4 separate regions of the Mus musculus genome follow, and all the other regions are linked to region 1. The links are chromatin contacts, called in public targeted proximity ligation maps. All regions are on one chromosome and are shown on one strand. The core of a region is the stretch at or near the end of the contact, and the rest is flanking DNA. Distances in the headings are between cores, read along the strand shown.

The links.
Region 2: a targeted proximity ligation map of epiblast stem cells shows a contact between it and region 1. A contact is called at or near these places in 1 of 39 promoter capture datasets (cranial neural crest), 5 of 130 datasets of targeted methods (embryonic stem cells, epiblast stem cells, extraembryonic endoderm stem cells and 1 more) and 3 of 9 other capture datasets (adipose tissue, liver and pancreatic islet).
Region 3: a targeted proximity ligation map of epiblast stem cells shows a contact between it and region 1, with 6 times the contacts expected there. A contact is called at or near these places in 3 of 39 promoter capture datasets (the 3T3-L1 cell line, embryonic stem cells and pre-B cells), 1 of 484 Hi-C or Micro-C datasets (embryonic stem cells), 5 of 130 datasets of targeted methods (T-cell acute lymphoblastic leukemia, effector CD8 T cells, embryonic limb bud and 2 more) and 3 of 9 other capture datasets (adipose tissue, embryonic stem cells and liver).
Region 4: a targeted proximity ligation map of bone marrow-derived macrophages shows a contact between it and region 1, with 3 times the contacts expected there. A contact is called at or near these places in 1 of 39 promoter capture datasets (erythroid cells), 3 of 484 Hi-C or Micro-C datasets (double positive thymocytes, embryonic stem cells and muscle stem cells), 6 of 130 datasets of targeted methods (the 230-238 cell line, the SCID.adh cell line, bone marrow-derived macrophages and 3 more) and 4 of 9 other capture datasets (adipose tissue, embryonic stem cells, liver and 1 more).

What each region holds. Positions count from the first base shown.
Region 1 is chr19:10,523,846-10,526,820 of GRCm38.p6, reverse strand. Cpsf7 (cleavage and polyadenylation specific factor 7) reads right to left here and starts at 1,577. Exons shown (of 10, transcript NM_172302.3): 1 at 1,494-1,577; 2 at 761-869. The coding sequence starts at 814. Sdhaf2 (succinate dehydrogenase complex assembly factor 2) reads left to right here and starts at 1,612. Exons shown (of 4, transcript NM_025333.4): 1 at 1,612-1,762. The coding sequence starts at 1,727.
Region 2 is chr19:10,229,383-10,232,784 of GRCm38.p6, reverse strand. The region is part of intron 1 of Myrf (myelin regulatory factor); the gene reads left to right. Among named protein-coding and RNA genes, the nearest start is that of Myrf, 9.7 kb to the left of the region's middle.
Region 3 is chr19:10,973,318-10,976,632 of GRCm38.p6, reverse strand. It overlaps Ms4a10 (membrane-spanning 4-domains, subfamily A, member 10), which reads left to right and starts at 1,933. Exons shown (of 9, transcript NM_023529.3): 1 at 1,933-2,014.
Region 4 is chr19:10,868,267-10,871,652 of GRCm38.p6, reverse strand. It overlaps Tmem132a (transmembrane protein 132A), which reads left to right and starts at 1,874. Exons shown (of 11, transcript NM_133804.2): 1 at 1,874-2,114. The coding sequence starts at 2,027. It overlaps Tmem109 (transmembrane protein 109), which reads left to right. Exons shown (of 4, transcript NM_134142.1): 4 at 1-993.

The DNA of each region.
Region 1 (2,975 bases), core at 328-2,827:
ACAATAACAGTACTAAAAAGAACCCAGGTAAGATAAAAATTTTAAATAGAAACTTTCTGTTGAGTTTTGACCTCAAGATTGAAGAACTCAACCTCACAGATTACTATCTTACGGGATACTTAAATGTTAAAACACACATTCAAACTAGGATGACTGAGTCCTTGACTTGCCTTTAAACTAGTTTATTCAATGGTTTTTACCTTTCTTCCTTCCATCCATACGAATGGATGCCCAGAGACTTCTCAAAAAGGACAGTCAAGCTATTTAAAAAGACTGAAACACTTGGAGTGGCACTGGAATTCCACCTTTAAAGCAGTTGGTATACTGTGGCTTTTAAAGTAATTTCATGGTACACCATTGGGAGGGGACCAAGCAGGGGGAGGGACCAACATGCTCGAGCCACAAGTTGAGAGAACAGCAAAGTAACAAGCATCGAAATTATCTCCGCAGTACTACAACAAATGTAATTTTCATTTTTAATTATGGTTAGTCATTCAACTTTGAAATGACTTGGGGAAAGAATTCCACAGGCTGATTCACCATACTATTACACTTGGGTTTTTATTTGCTCTTAAAGCAAGCCCTTTAAAATTGAAGCCTGGAGGTTCAAATTAACCTAAAGAGGAATGGTCAGTCGTCTTCAAAGCCACCGCTAGGGGGAAACGCTTCGATATTACAGGGAATTATTTTGAGCTGAGAGAGAAACCACTGCCAGTAGATTGATGGAAGAAACCCCAAAACTGCTGCTAATTCCTCTCACCTGATTGAACTCTTCATCAGCGTATATATCAATCAAATCCACTCCTTCTGACATGGCTCCGGAAATACGCTCTCGAGCCCGGAGAACCGACAAAGTAAGAAAGATGCCACTACGGTATTCAGAAAAGGGTAAAAAATTTTAAGGCACAAGGGTCCCAGGCTGGGAGGAGGGCAAGGGTCAACAAGCTCTAGTCTCCCAAGACGCAGCATCCCGGCGGCCGGGAGCCTGGCCCCACCCGCTCTGCCCCGCCCCCAGCCTCGCGCCGCCCCCAGCTCTCCCAGGCCGCTCGGGCTCGCGGAGCTCGCTGCCCATCACCCGCGGGCCCGACCCGAGGTGCTCCGAGTCGGCGCCCGTAGTTGCCTATGGCGCCACCGCCAAGTCCGGGCCTCGACTCCTGAGAGGGCCCTCAGGCCGCGCTGTGAACCACCGCGGCGAACGCCGCAAGCTCAGCCCGTCGCACCTGCTAGGCCCAGGGGGCGTCCCAAGCCGGAGCCCCCGCGGGCCCGGAAGCTCCCGCCGCCTCCACACCAACGGGGCCCTGTCCTCGCCCTAGGCTAGGCCTGCCCTGCTCCCTCCCACAGCTCCAGGACCTCAGCCCCTCCCTCAGAGGCCCGCGCTTCCCTCCACCCGCTGTCTTCCGCCGCCGCCACCCCAACCGACCCCCTCCCTTCCGCGGCGCCGGCCCCCGCCCTCCTTCCGGCCCCGCCGGCCCCGGGCCGCGCGCCCCCGTTACCGGGAATATGGCGGCGGCCGCGGAGAGTCCCGACTAGGCCCGAAGCGCGCGAACCGCTCTCCGCCCCAGGTCCCGCCCCCCCCCCACCGGCGGCGTCACACGCACCGCTACTTCCGCCATACGCTCGGTTGCGCCTTCCGGCTTGGGGTCCACCTCCGCTGAAGTCCTCAGATCGACCGCCCGGAATTCCCGGAAGTGGCCCGGTTGCCAGCTTACTGTGCTATAAGAGAGAGATGGCGGTGGTCACCTTGATCCCGACGCTGGCGCGGGTGAGAGAGCCGGGTTCGGGGCGGGCTGCAGCTAAGACTGTTTCGTCCTCCTCTGTGCCGTGGAGACTGTAGGGAGAGTTCACCTACCCCACAGACCAGGGAATGGTCCCCTCAAGGCGAGGCGCAGGCTGGAGCCGATCATGCAGGGAATTTTCCATTCTTTCCTGAGCCCACGGTGTGCTCGAGTGAGAATACTGGGTAATATGTGGTTAGGTGGCCAGTCACCGTGTGAGACTCAACGCATACCAGGAACAGTTACCGAACCTCCCCCGAAAGCCTCCTAGCTTTTCTTGAGCTTCTTCCCCCGTCTCCCTTTTAAAAGCCGGTTTTAATTTGTTACTCAGGCTGGCCTCAAATTCGTAATTCTCCTGTCTCATCTTGGTTTTAAATGTTTGAGAATTTTCCGTTTTTATTCCAGTAGTGTTGAAAGCTAGTTGGTATGGTTTATCTTAAACTTATCAAGACATGTTTTTTGACAACTTGTGATCTCCTGGGCATAATTATCTGTACATTTGAGAGGAATGTATGATCTCTTGTGTGGAATGCCTGTATATCTCAGTTAAATATTCTTAAATTAGTATTGTTCTGGTTGTCTAGTATTGATTCCGACATCTATATATTCTATTCCTTATTAAAATGTGGCATTAAAATCTGTTGTGTTCCCCCACCAGTTCTGTCAAGTGTCTCTTCCATATATTTGAGTGCTCTATTAGATCCACATATATTTATGATTATTATACTTTACTGCTAACTCCTTAATACTATGTAATATTCTTTATATCACATATGACAATTTTGTTGTTTGTGCTAAGCACCAAACCCAGAGCCTTGCCTGCTAGGCAATCGCATTTTCTTTTCTTATTCTTTTTTTTAGACTAAAAAAGTATGTACATGTGTTTATCTGCCTTTGTGAGTTTATGCATACTATGTGTGTAGGTGCCCATGAAGGCCAGAGGAGGGTGTTTTAAGTGTGTCGGTGTTTCTGCAATGCTGTAGTTTTGTTAACACTCTTTTAAGTTGTTCAGTGTTCCCTCCTCCTTCCTTGCTACCCTGTTTTTTAGGTACTAAAACTCCTCAGCTTCATAGTAGTTCTGATCTAGCCTCTCAAGTGCGTGGATTACAGTCATGAGGCACCATGACCAGCTGGTTGCTCTGCTCTCTTATTCTCAGTGGCTACTGGACTTCTTAGAGTATGCTGGTTAGTGTTGCAAGT
Region 2 (3,402 bases), core at 350-2,849, 290 kb after region 1:
GTCTCCACCCTCCCCACCCGCCAGGACAATGGCCTAGACTCAGCCAGCAGCCACAGCTGTGGGGGGTGGGGGATGAGAAGGGGGACAGGGACAGGGAGGGGTCCAGGGTGGAGTGACCACCTGGGTCACTGCCTACTGCACCTGGCTTGAGTGTTCTGGTCCCCTTGATGAGTGGTCTTAAAAGAAGGAGGAGAAAAGAGGGAACAGTTTTCCCACAGCCTGGACCCTGGCCTGCCTGGGAAGCAACTGCCTCTTCCGAGTCTGGTTCTTGTTTCAAGCAGGTAATAAAGGCTCTAATTAGTGTGGTGCCCCTGGGGGCGCCTCTTCAGGACAGTGTGGGACCTGGAGAGGCTCTGTCTAACCCTGGCCTGTAGGTCCTTCACGGGCCTGCCCAAGTCCCTGGCTCTTCATCTTGCTCATTCATTTATTCTGTAGTTATTGATCATGGGATCCTTAACATTGCAGGGAGCCCTAGCCCAGTCCCTGCCTTGGAGCCCTAGTAGTCCCCACTCTCAGTTGCTGTCTCTTCGGTACAGTCGAGGGCATCTGCTTCATAGGAGAGATGCTCTTTAGAGTGTGGAGGTCGGATTGAGGGCACTCACTCACCTTCCCCAGCGAGGTGTGAGCCAGCCAGATGAGAAGGTAGACAGCCTAACGTGAAAGTACTAGAGGACAAAGGAAGAGTCAGGAGTTCACTTGGGGTTGGGGGTTGGGTTGGATAATAGAAACTTGCAAAAGAATGGGAATTAGCTTTCTCTAGAGGCAACAGCATATGCAAAGTCCCTGTGGGTGGCATGTTTGTCCCTTACAGGAAGGAAGCAGGAGCTGGGCTCCAGAGAGAGCCCCACAGGGGAGGAGGCTGAGGGGAAGCAGAAGGCAGACACTGTCAGGAGGAGCCCTGGGTTTACCATTTGCTGGGTGAATTTGTTGGAGGGTTTGGGGAGGAGGAGAGATACTGATCGGTGACACTAGGGTACCGCTCCTTGACCAGTGGCAGGCCAGGGCTCACTGTCCAGGTGGTCTTGAGGATTAGAGAGGAGATTCCGATCCTGTCTGCAGACTTGCAGGCTCTCATTGGGATCTAGTGCTCCTCGGATCTTTTGGCAGTGGGGCAGCACTCCTATAGTGTACCTTGAGGGTTGTGCCCTCTCCTGGACCCCTGGGGGTTGGAAGGAGCCCTGCTTCAGCCTCAAGATCCCCAGGCTCCTGCAAGCCTCCATGACACAGATCCTCTATTGTAGGTCGGGACCCCTGCATGGAGTCTGGGCAGCGTGGGGAGAAGGAGGTTGCAGGTGGGGGTCCTGCATGCCTCAGGAACCCTCAGCTTCTCCCCCTCCAGAGCCCTAGACCCACCTCACTCTGCCATCAGCCTCCTCCTCCCCCCTCCGTCCTACCGGACCCTGGCACGAGAGGGTCCCTCCTCCCCTAGCCACATCTGGTTCTTGTTAGGGTCTCCCAGGATGCCTGGGCCTGAAGGCCCCATCCCCCGGGGGAGGTGGACAGCAGGATTAGGGGCGATTAGGAGTGCTCCTGGCCAGGGAAGGAGGAGCCCAAGAGGAGGGGCGAGGATGGTTATAAACAGCAGCCCATGACCGCATCAGCCCATCACTCACCAAAGGTGCCAAGTTCAGTCTCAAAAACCTGCAGCTTCAGCAGCTGGGGCAGTGTGGGGGTGGGGCTCTAGGCTCTCCTCCTTTCTTCCTCAGAAATCTTTAGCAATGCTGTGGGGCAGGGACCAGACTAGGGGAAGACACAGAAGCAGCAACTACATCTTTCTCCCTGGGAGCAGATTGACTCGTTTTCCCGTGTGGCTGTGGAGTGAGGAGTGAAGTTTTTGAACAATAGTAGTTCATGGGAATGGTTGAGCGGTGAAATGCAATTCGTCAAGAGTCTCCATCATTGTCACCAGCATGGTGTGAGTTCAGAAGGACTGCTAGACACTTCTTTATAACCTACCATCACCAACAATGTCATTTTCCTCGTACGATGGGTTGGTAGGATTTAGTGACACAGTGTGTGTGAAGTTGACGGGATGCCTCATATATAGTAAACTGGGTGATGAGTGTGGCACACAGTAGGTCCTCAGTTATTGGGATCTGTGGATATCAGGAATGGGTGAGGTGGGGTTGGAATTTGGACAGACAGATTGACCATGTACAGCCCCACAGAGCATGGCCAGCAAAACCATGCATGGTGGGTGGGTGCCCTCTGTACTCAGCTGGAGTGATCCCGGGTGGGGGGTCATCAAGGCACACCAGCAGCGTGTGACTCCTAGGAAGGCTTAGCCGCTCATGCTCATTAATTCATTAATCACCTCAGCGGGGCTCAGCATTCTTCAAATGCCAGACTGGGGCCAGGGAGGGGCCTGGGCTGGGGGCTCAGAGACCCCAGGGTGCTGGGGTAATGGAGGTAAGAATAGCCCCTCCATTTGGACGGCTCCCACTGTGTGCTGGGCACTTTACAATCTAGGTCTTTGCAGCTTTGCGAAGCCATCACAGTTGCCCCATGAAACAGCTGTTCACCCCCCCCCCCCCCCCCGCCTTTCCTAAGAAGGATACTGAGGCCCAAGGAGGGGATGGCCTGCTTGAGGTCACACAGCAGGAATGGCTGAGTTGGGTGAGATTTGTCCCTCACCAGTCCTGTTCCCAAAACTCCCCAGAGGAAGGACTCAGGTGCCAACCCAGGATTTAAGGCTTTAGACTGGAGTCTAGAGGGTCCTTCCTGCCTCAGTGGAGCTGGCCAGCCTGAATCTGCAGTGTGGGTGGGGTGTCCTCCATTATCGGAGTTGACGCATCTCTCGCGTCAGCCCCCTTATCACTTCCCCCTCTGGCTACCCCCCTCCTTGCTCCACAAGGTGACCCTGGGAGAGGAAAAGCCATCGCCACCTCCTCTCCTTTCTTGCCATGATCAGAAGCCCTGGACTGCCTTTTCTTTGTCCTTCCCCCTCAGGGGGATGAGGCCCCTGGGAAGGGCCCAGGAGAGGACAGCAAGCAGGGTAGGTAGCAGGTGAAGGGTGGAGGAGCAGAGCTCCTTCCTGTAGGAGGCAGGACAAACTGTGCCTCCCTCATCCTCTGTTTCCTCTGGAGTGTGGGTGCTGAGCACCCCATCTCCATCACAGAGGCGGCCGGCCTAGCCACCAGAGATGGGCCTTGCTGACACTGCTGATCTTGCTCTCAGGATCTCCCTGGAGCTGGTGCCTGGGGTTCAGTGATTCCTTGATTCCTGAGCCCCAGGATGTATGTTTTGCATAGCCAGGCCTCATGCTTCTTTCTGTGTGCTCAAGGCTGGGTCTTCAGGACAGGAAAGACATTCTGGGTCTGAGAGGGTCCATCCTAGGGTGGTATGACCTTGCTTGCTTCTTAGAGCACTCTGTAAGATAGAAGGACAGATGAGGGGGAGGGA
Region 3 (3,315 bases), core at 684-3,183, 450 kb before region 1:
CCAAGGCTACCTACCCCTCAGTTTTCATCAGGTTGAGTTTCTGACTGATGACAAACAGGGTGGCACTTCAGTGCGAGAACTATAGGGGGCGCTCTCACTACTCCCAGGGGCTCTTACTTAGCTCCCTATTTGGTCATTCCACAGTTGTTGACTATACTTAATAATCAAAGGTGGGTGGGGCAAGGAAACAAATTCTTGGCCTTATTCCCACAATGAGTCAGTTCTGCTCAGAGCAGGTGGGAAGCTTTTTAAAAAGCTCGACTCTTATTTATTTCTTTAAACATCACTAGCTCTGCCTGCTTTTAATCATCACACAAATGAAATTATATAGTATGTGTGTATCTTTGTGTCTGACTCTTTTGACTGAATGAAATGTTAGAGATTTATCTGTAACATCTTATATTTTTATTTTATTATTTTCAATACTATAAACCTTTTGTTTTATTCTATCAGTTTAATTGATTTACCTGTTGATGGATAACCAGGTTAATTCCATTTTGGAGCATCGTCAATAACACTAACTTTAGTGTGTGCACGTGCCTCTGTGTGTGTGCACGTGCCTCTGTGTGTGTACACGTGGTCTCACACACACACACACACACACACACACACACACACACACACACACAGTAAGAAGACTGGAGAGACAGCTCAGCAGTAGTTAAGCGTACTGGCTGCTCTTCCAGAGGACCAAGGTTTGATTCCTCCCGAGCACCCACTTGCCACATGGCAGTTACAATTGTCAGTAGCTCTAGCTCAAAGGGATCTGACACCCTCTTCTGGCCTCTGAGAGTGCCAGGCACGCATGTGGTGCACAGACATGCATACAAACAAAAACAATTATACATATTAAATAATAAAATCGTTTTTTAAAAAAGAAAGAAAAGTAAGATAGAGAATAATACACACAAATAAACCAACATACACATATATACATACAAATTTACCTAACTGCATATGCTGCATACACTTTAATATGTATATTAAATATTAACAATTAAATGTGTATTCTCCGTCTTTAAAAACCAGAGGAAAAAGATAGAAAAAGCACAGTAGTTATCTAGTTCTGCATGAGACAGACTGGACAGCTTGAAGTTACACATTCTCATCTCACCATGTCCATGGTCAAGATCCAAACATGCCTTAGATATAAGTTCTCTGTAAGTCACATGCGCTGCAAGCTTGGTGGTGGCTGGACTTCACTCTCAATCAGGGCTTCCTGTTACTTGTGGTCACGTGACCATACCTTTTAAGACAAACACTACCATGCTTACACAGATGACAATACATCTGTCTGGCTTACCACCAGAGACCAAAGTCAAGCAAGAACTTAGGATGACCATGGCTGGTTTGAGGAGGGACACAAGGCCCAGGGCAGGGTCATTGTAACCACTATTGTGGATACTTTAACTTTCAAAAAATTAAAAGATTCTTTGAGGGGCCAGAAAGGTGTCTCAGAAGCTAAAGTTACTGCACAACCTGACAATATCCGTTCAGACCTCAGCACTGTGGAAAGGTGGAAAGAAGGAATCAATTTCACAAAGTCCTCTGACCTACACACACTCACACAGACACACAGACAGACACACAGACACACATCAATCACACACTCATATCAGCCACCCACATCAACACACACACACACAAATAAAAATTTGAGAATTTTAATAATCAACTCATTCAAATGCTGCCTTCACCAACTTGACAATGAACTGCTCCATGAACTGAAATGTCATCACTGCAACATTAACTGTCTCAGCTGTTAAAGGGAGACATAAGGAAGGAGACTCAGATCTTCACCTGCCCAGGTTTGGAAGCAGATGGTTTTGAAGGATCTAGTCCAGACATGCATCTCTGATTAGCTGGGAGTGTGAGCAAGGGGTGGGTCCCAGAAAGAAAAGAATCCAAAGTCTAAAGCCATAAAGATGTTCTGATTTCCACCTCTGGCTCTGTGCTGAGGCAGCTCTGGATGGTCAGGCACAGCTGAAGCCTACAACAGAGTTCCCGGGGCCAGGTGAGTACCCCCTCTCCACAGCAGAAACAAACAAGGGAGGGTCATCAGGGCCTCAAGTGGGGTTCAGTCTTAACACAAGAGATCAGCCTCTTGTGCTCGTCAGTCAGTAGCTGCAAGCTGGTGGTGAGTGGCTGAAACTTGACCCCCCCAGAAGTGAACAGGAACTGTTTATCAAGCAATGTCCACAACAGCTGGAGAACAAATGTTCCATGCTATGAAGTCCTGGGAAGTGGGGTTACTACGGGCCTCTCTCCAGGAAGGAGTCTGCTACCAGGAGCCCAGCCCACTACCCAGGATCAGTTGGTGATTCTGAGAGCTAAGAGGAATGACACCCCGTCCCTTCTAACCCTGGAACCTTGAGCACACAGAGAGACAGATTTGAAAAAGCAAAGCAAGGAAGACACTTGGGAAATTCCACCCTCTTTTTCCCATATCTTCCCTTTACACCAAGTGCCCAGCCCTGAGACCTCGAGAAAGTTTACTTTGCAAATGCCAGGGCCCCTTCTGACCTAACATAACTGAAAACCCAATCTTCTAAGGGTGGCTGCCAGCAGCCACTCTGTCACACTGACTCCATACCTCTCGGTACCTGCCTTTCTCTGCCTAACATGCCCATACATACATCTACATATATGTACATATATGTGCACATATTATATACACATACACACGTATGTGTAAACACACACTACACTACCCTCTCTGCTCTCTTGACTTCTTCTGCACTGTCTGCTTAGGGTCACATTCCCATCAAGATTTTCTCAACCTTCTAACCCAGACCTCCCATGGACAGATCTTATCCATTCTAGACATTCCCTGGCAACCAGCTCATTGCTCTGCAGACAAAATCCTGAAGGGCAGTCCTGTGTGCTCCCAGATAACTGTCTCCACACACTCTCCTCGACACAACCTTCCCAGCTATCAGGATCCCATAGCTGATTTCCTCCTTGCTCTGAGCAGGAGTCAGATAGAAGCAATGAACTCCCCATCCTGGAGATTAGAATGGGACCTCTCTTAACAGAAAACCAGACAGAGGTCAGGTGAGATTCAGGCTGTAGGGCAGGTATCATTGGCTTTTATTACTAAATTCTAACCTCTGGCCCTGGCCCAATTAATCTTTGCAGCCCACCCTCAGGCAAGCACTAGTGTTCCTGTGTATCCATAGAAACAGACTTAGACACTGAGATGCAGGAGCAGAGCCAGGGCTAGGCCTGGCCTGTCTGCTTGGAAGATTCATGTTCTGGCCCACTAAAAGGTTACAGAATCCTCCTAGCTCTGTCTCTGCCTCCCACAGGCTAAGG
Region 4 (3,386 bases), core at 625-3,124, 340 kb before region 1:
GGAACCTTCACACCTTTACCCCTGCGCTAGCCCCTGGCTGAGAGGAGAGAACCTGTCCTCTGCCGGTGCTCAGTCAAGTGATGGCTCCCTGCCCTTCTGTGCTCCCAGCCTGCCTCCCCCAGGGCAGGTTGGAGCCCTCAGCCCTGGCTTCTGCTCTCAGCCAGCACCACTGCCCGCTGATCTCCGTGATGATTAACCTGCTGCTTCCTTACACAAGGCCTGCCCAGGCTGAAGCTCCTGTTTGACCACTCCCCCCCCCCCCCCCCAGCTCTTTTCTTCCTGCTCCCAGCCACACTACCATCCCAAGTCCCTTGCGGCCCTCTCTGTCTTCCTCATTGCACTGCAATGGGCAGGGGTAGGAGATTGGAGATAAGGATGAAGGGGGAGGAAAGGGTCCCTGGAGGCCTGTGCATCTATGCTCTGTTACAAGTGCCTTAGCAGGAGTCAGCAGCACCCTCCAGGTGCCCCTTGCCACACTGAATGTGGGAAAGTGTGCTGTGGCTACTTCGTGGTCAGAGTGAGCCCCTTGCAGAATCCCCACTCCAGCAAACAAAGCAACGGCCCTGCTGGGATTGTCGAATCTCCCTTGAGGGTTTCAGGGACCTTGAAAAGGGCAGGAGGACCTGCTGTCTTGCAGTTTTACCCCTGTCCACTCTCTGCCATCCAGAAGCAAGCGTTGGTCAGTGTTGTGTCCCAGTAGCTGGGAAGGGCACGGCTTTGCCCTGATCTGTTCTGCAGGGCTAGGAGTGAGCCTGCCACTAACCCCTCTCCACCACTTGCTCACTCTTGGCCTTGGCCTTGGCCTTTAGGTCCCTGGTGGAGGGAGATGACCCATGCCAGGTCCAGCACAAGATGTGAAGATTAAATGCCTATTCTTACTGAAGGTTTGATGTGGAATCATGGCTGCAGTGATATGTTTTTATCAGCGCTTGGTGGTTTTAAAGTGCATGCTATTTTATTATCTTCTTCTGAATAAAATGTATTTACTCAAAAGTCTCTGCTGACAAACTCTCTTCCTTCTGGACTTCTAGCAGAAATCTGTTGGGAGGAAGGGAGGGCTCAGGAAGGCAGGATGTACCTGGTACCTTTCCCCCTAGGACTCTGGAGGGAGGCATGCACTCTCTTGGAAAGCTTGCAGATCTGGCAGCTCTGTTGGGACTGAAGTTGCCCCTTCCTGCAGGGTGCTTATATTGCTAGCTTGGGGAACCTGGAAAAACTGGCTTCCCTCCCAGACTCAGGAATTTACTGAATAAGGTTCTCAATGTGGCTCCAGGTGGTTCTGCTCTTTTGTGTAAGGCCCGGGCACGTTTCTGTTTCTTTTTCCTCTTTAAGTTGCCATGGAGATGCCAAATCTGGACCTCTCCCAACACTACCTGAGGGCAAGGCTAGGTGGCACTGGGAGTCAGGACTCCCTCAGAAGGGTTGACCAGCCTACACCCTTCATCCTTAGGGACTCTTTCTGGGATAGGTTTGGGCATGAGACAAGCTGCCTCCACGGATGGCCTAAGGTGGTCTGGCCTGGTTTGGCCTCTCCTTTTCTGCCCCAGCAGCTCTGTTCTCTTATGTCCCTGAATTCTAGATGCCTTCACAGGTGAGATGCCTGTGGGGAGGGTATGAGGCAGAGGAAACGGGTTTTGTTTGTTTTTCTCCTTGATCATCGGCTTCCACGAGGAATCCCAGAACGCACCTTGTGCTTCCTGGCAGAGGACATCAATCTGCTTAGTCTCCAGGGACGCTGCCTTATTCCAATCCTAGGCACCCTAGGCACGGGGCCACGCTCTGGGTTTTGGGATCCGCAGGGCACTAGGACCCGGCGGGGCGAAGGGGACAGCCCATGTGCCTGCGTTCCCTCCCACCCCACTGCTCCTGCTCCATTGTCTGGGAACTGCAGCCGCGGGCCGGCGGCGCAGGGAACTAGCTGGCCACAGCGGCTGGCGCGGAGCGGGCGCGGGAGATGTGGGGACAGATTGCAGCCACCTGAGCCGCGCGCCGGTTACCCTCCTTTGGTGGGAAGGAGTGCGCCTCGATGACTGAACGCAAGGCTGCGGCCCCTCGGGGGCCCTACGGTGCCTGGTTCTGCCTCCTGGTGGCTCTCGCCCTGGAAGTCGTGAGAGGTCAGAGGGAAGGGAGGGGTGGGGAGGGGCGACCTGGCCCTGTCCGTCCGAGGCCACGCGCCATTGATGCCCCCAAGCCACTGGACTCTAGAACTAAACCTAGAGCGATGCCCTGGAGAGGTCTAACCTTGGGAAACCGGTTCCCAGCCAACAGCCCTTTGGCTTTCTTCTCTGTGCACCACCTAGATGCTCCTAAAGTCTTTTCACTCCCATCTTCACTAGCCCGGTCCCAACTCCTCTGCGAGCCCCTCTCCAGCCGCGACATCTAACCCGGCTGCCCTGCTTCCCCGTGCACCACCTCTTCCTAACCTGCAGTTCTAGTCCCCAGAAACCCGCTGGTTAGTCACAGGAATGCAAAACAGGCTCTTTGCCTGAGACCCGAGAGATATGCCTCTGCCCCCCCCCCTCTCTCCCTTTCCCCCTCTCTCTCTCCCCCTCTCTCTCCCTGTTCCAAGGAGATCTCCAACATTGGAGTCTTCTGGGAGAGTCCCAGCCTTGCCTTTCCGAGCCCTTGTGGGTGCACCCATCACTGAGTACGAAAGGGGCAGCAGCTACCGCGTGCCTGCCATAAGCTGGGGCTGAAAGGTGGAAGATGTTATGGGAATTGGGAGATGGCGAAGTAGTCTCTACCTTTCTGCCCCCATCAAGAGGGCTGGATTCTCCGTGATGGGAGACCATGGAAGTCCGTGGGAGTCAGGCTACTGAGCATCTTGTAATTATGGAAACATTGAATTAGAAGGTGGACCGGAGCCACCCTAAGGACCAACAACAGTCACTCACTTGTTACCCTTAGGGATACTGGTGCGCGGGCGCGCGCGCGGGGGGGGGGCACTCTAGAGAAAAGCCCCGCCGTCCCAGCTCAGCTGTGGGGCTGAGAGAGCTGGTTCTGGAACTTCTTTTAGGTACCTGCTCCAAACCCTGCAGAACCAGTGGGGGTCCTAATAACCCCTCCACAGTGAGGGAAGGAAAGCTTTTTCATTTGGCTCACTAACAATCTCACTTCCAGTATGATCTACACCAAGCTTCCAAAACCCTCCCCTGCTCACCGGGTTATGAAATACTCCCACCCCTTGTACCAGTGAGGAAGGAAACCCAGGCTCCAAGATGCTGGTGACTGGCCCATCTTTCATGGAGTAGAGCTAGGGCATAAAGTCAGATCTCTCCCCTTATCCCCCAAACCTCTTCAGGGAGAGTCATGGGAATTACAGAATGAGTAAGACAGAGCCTGGGGTTCACATAATACAGGAGAGGCAGCAGAGCCAAGCCCATGGA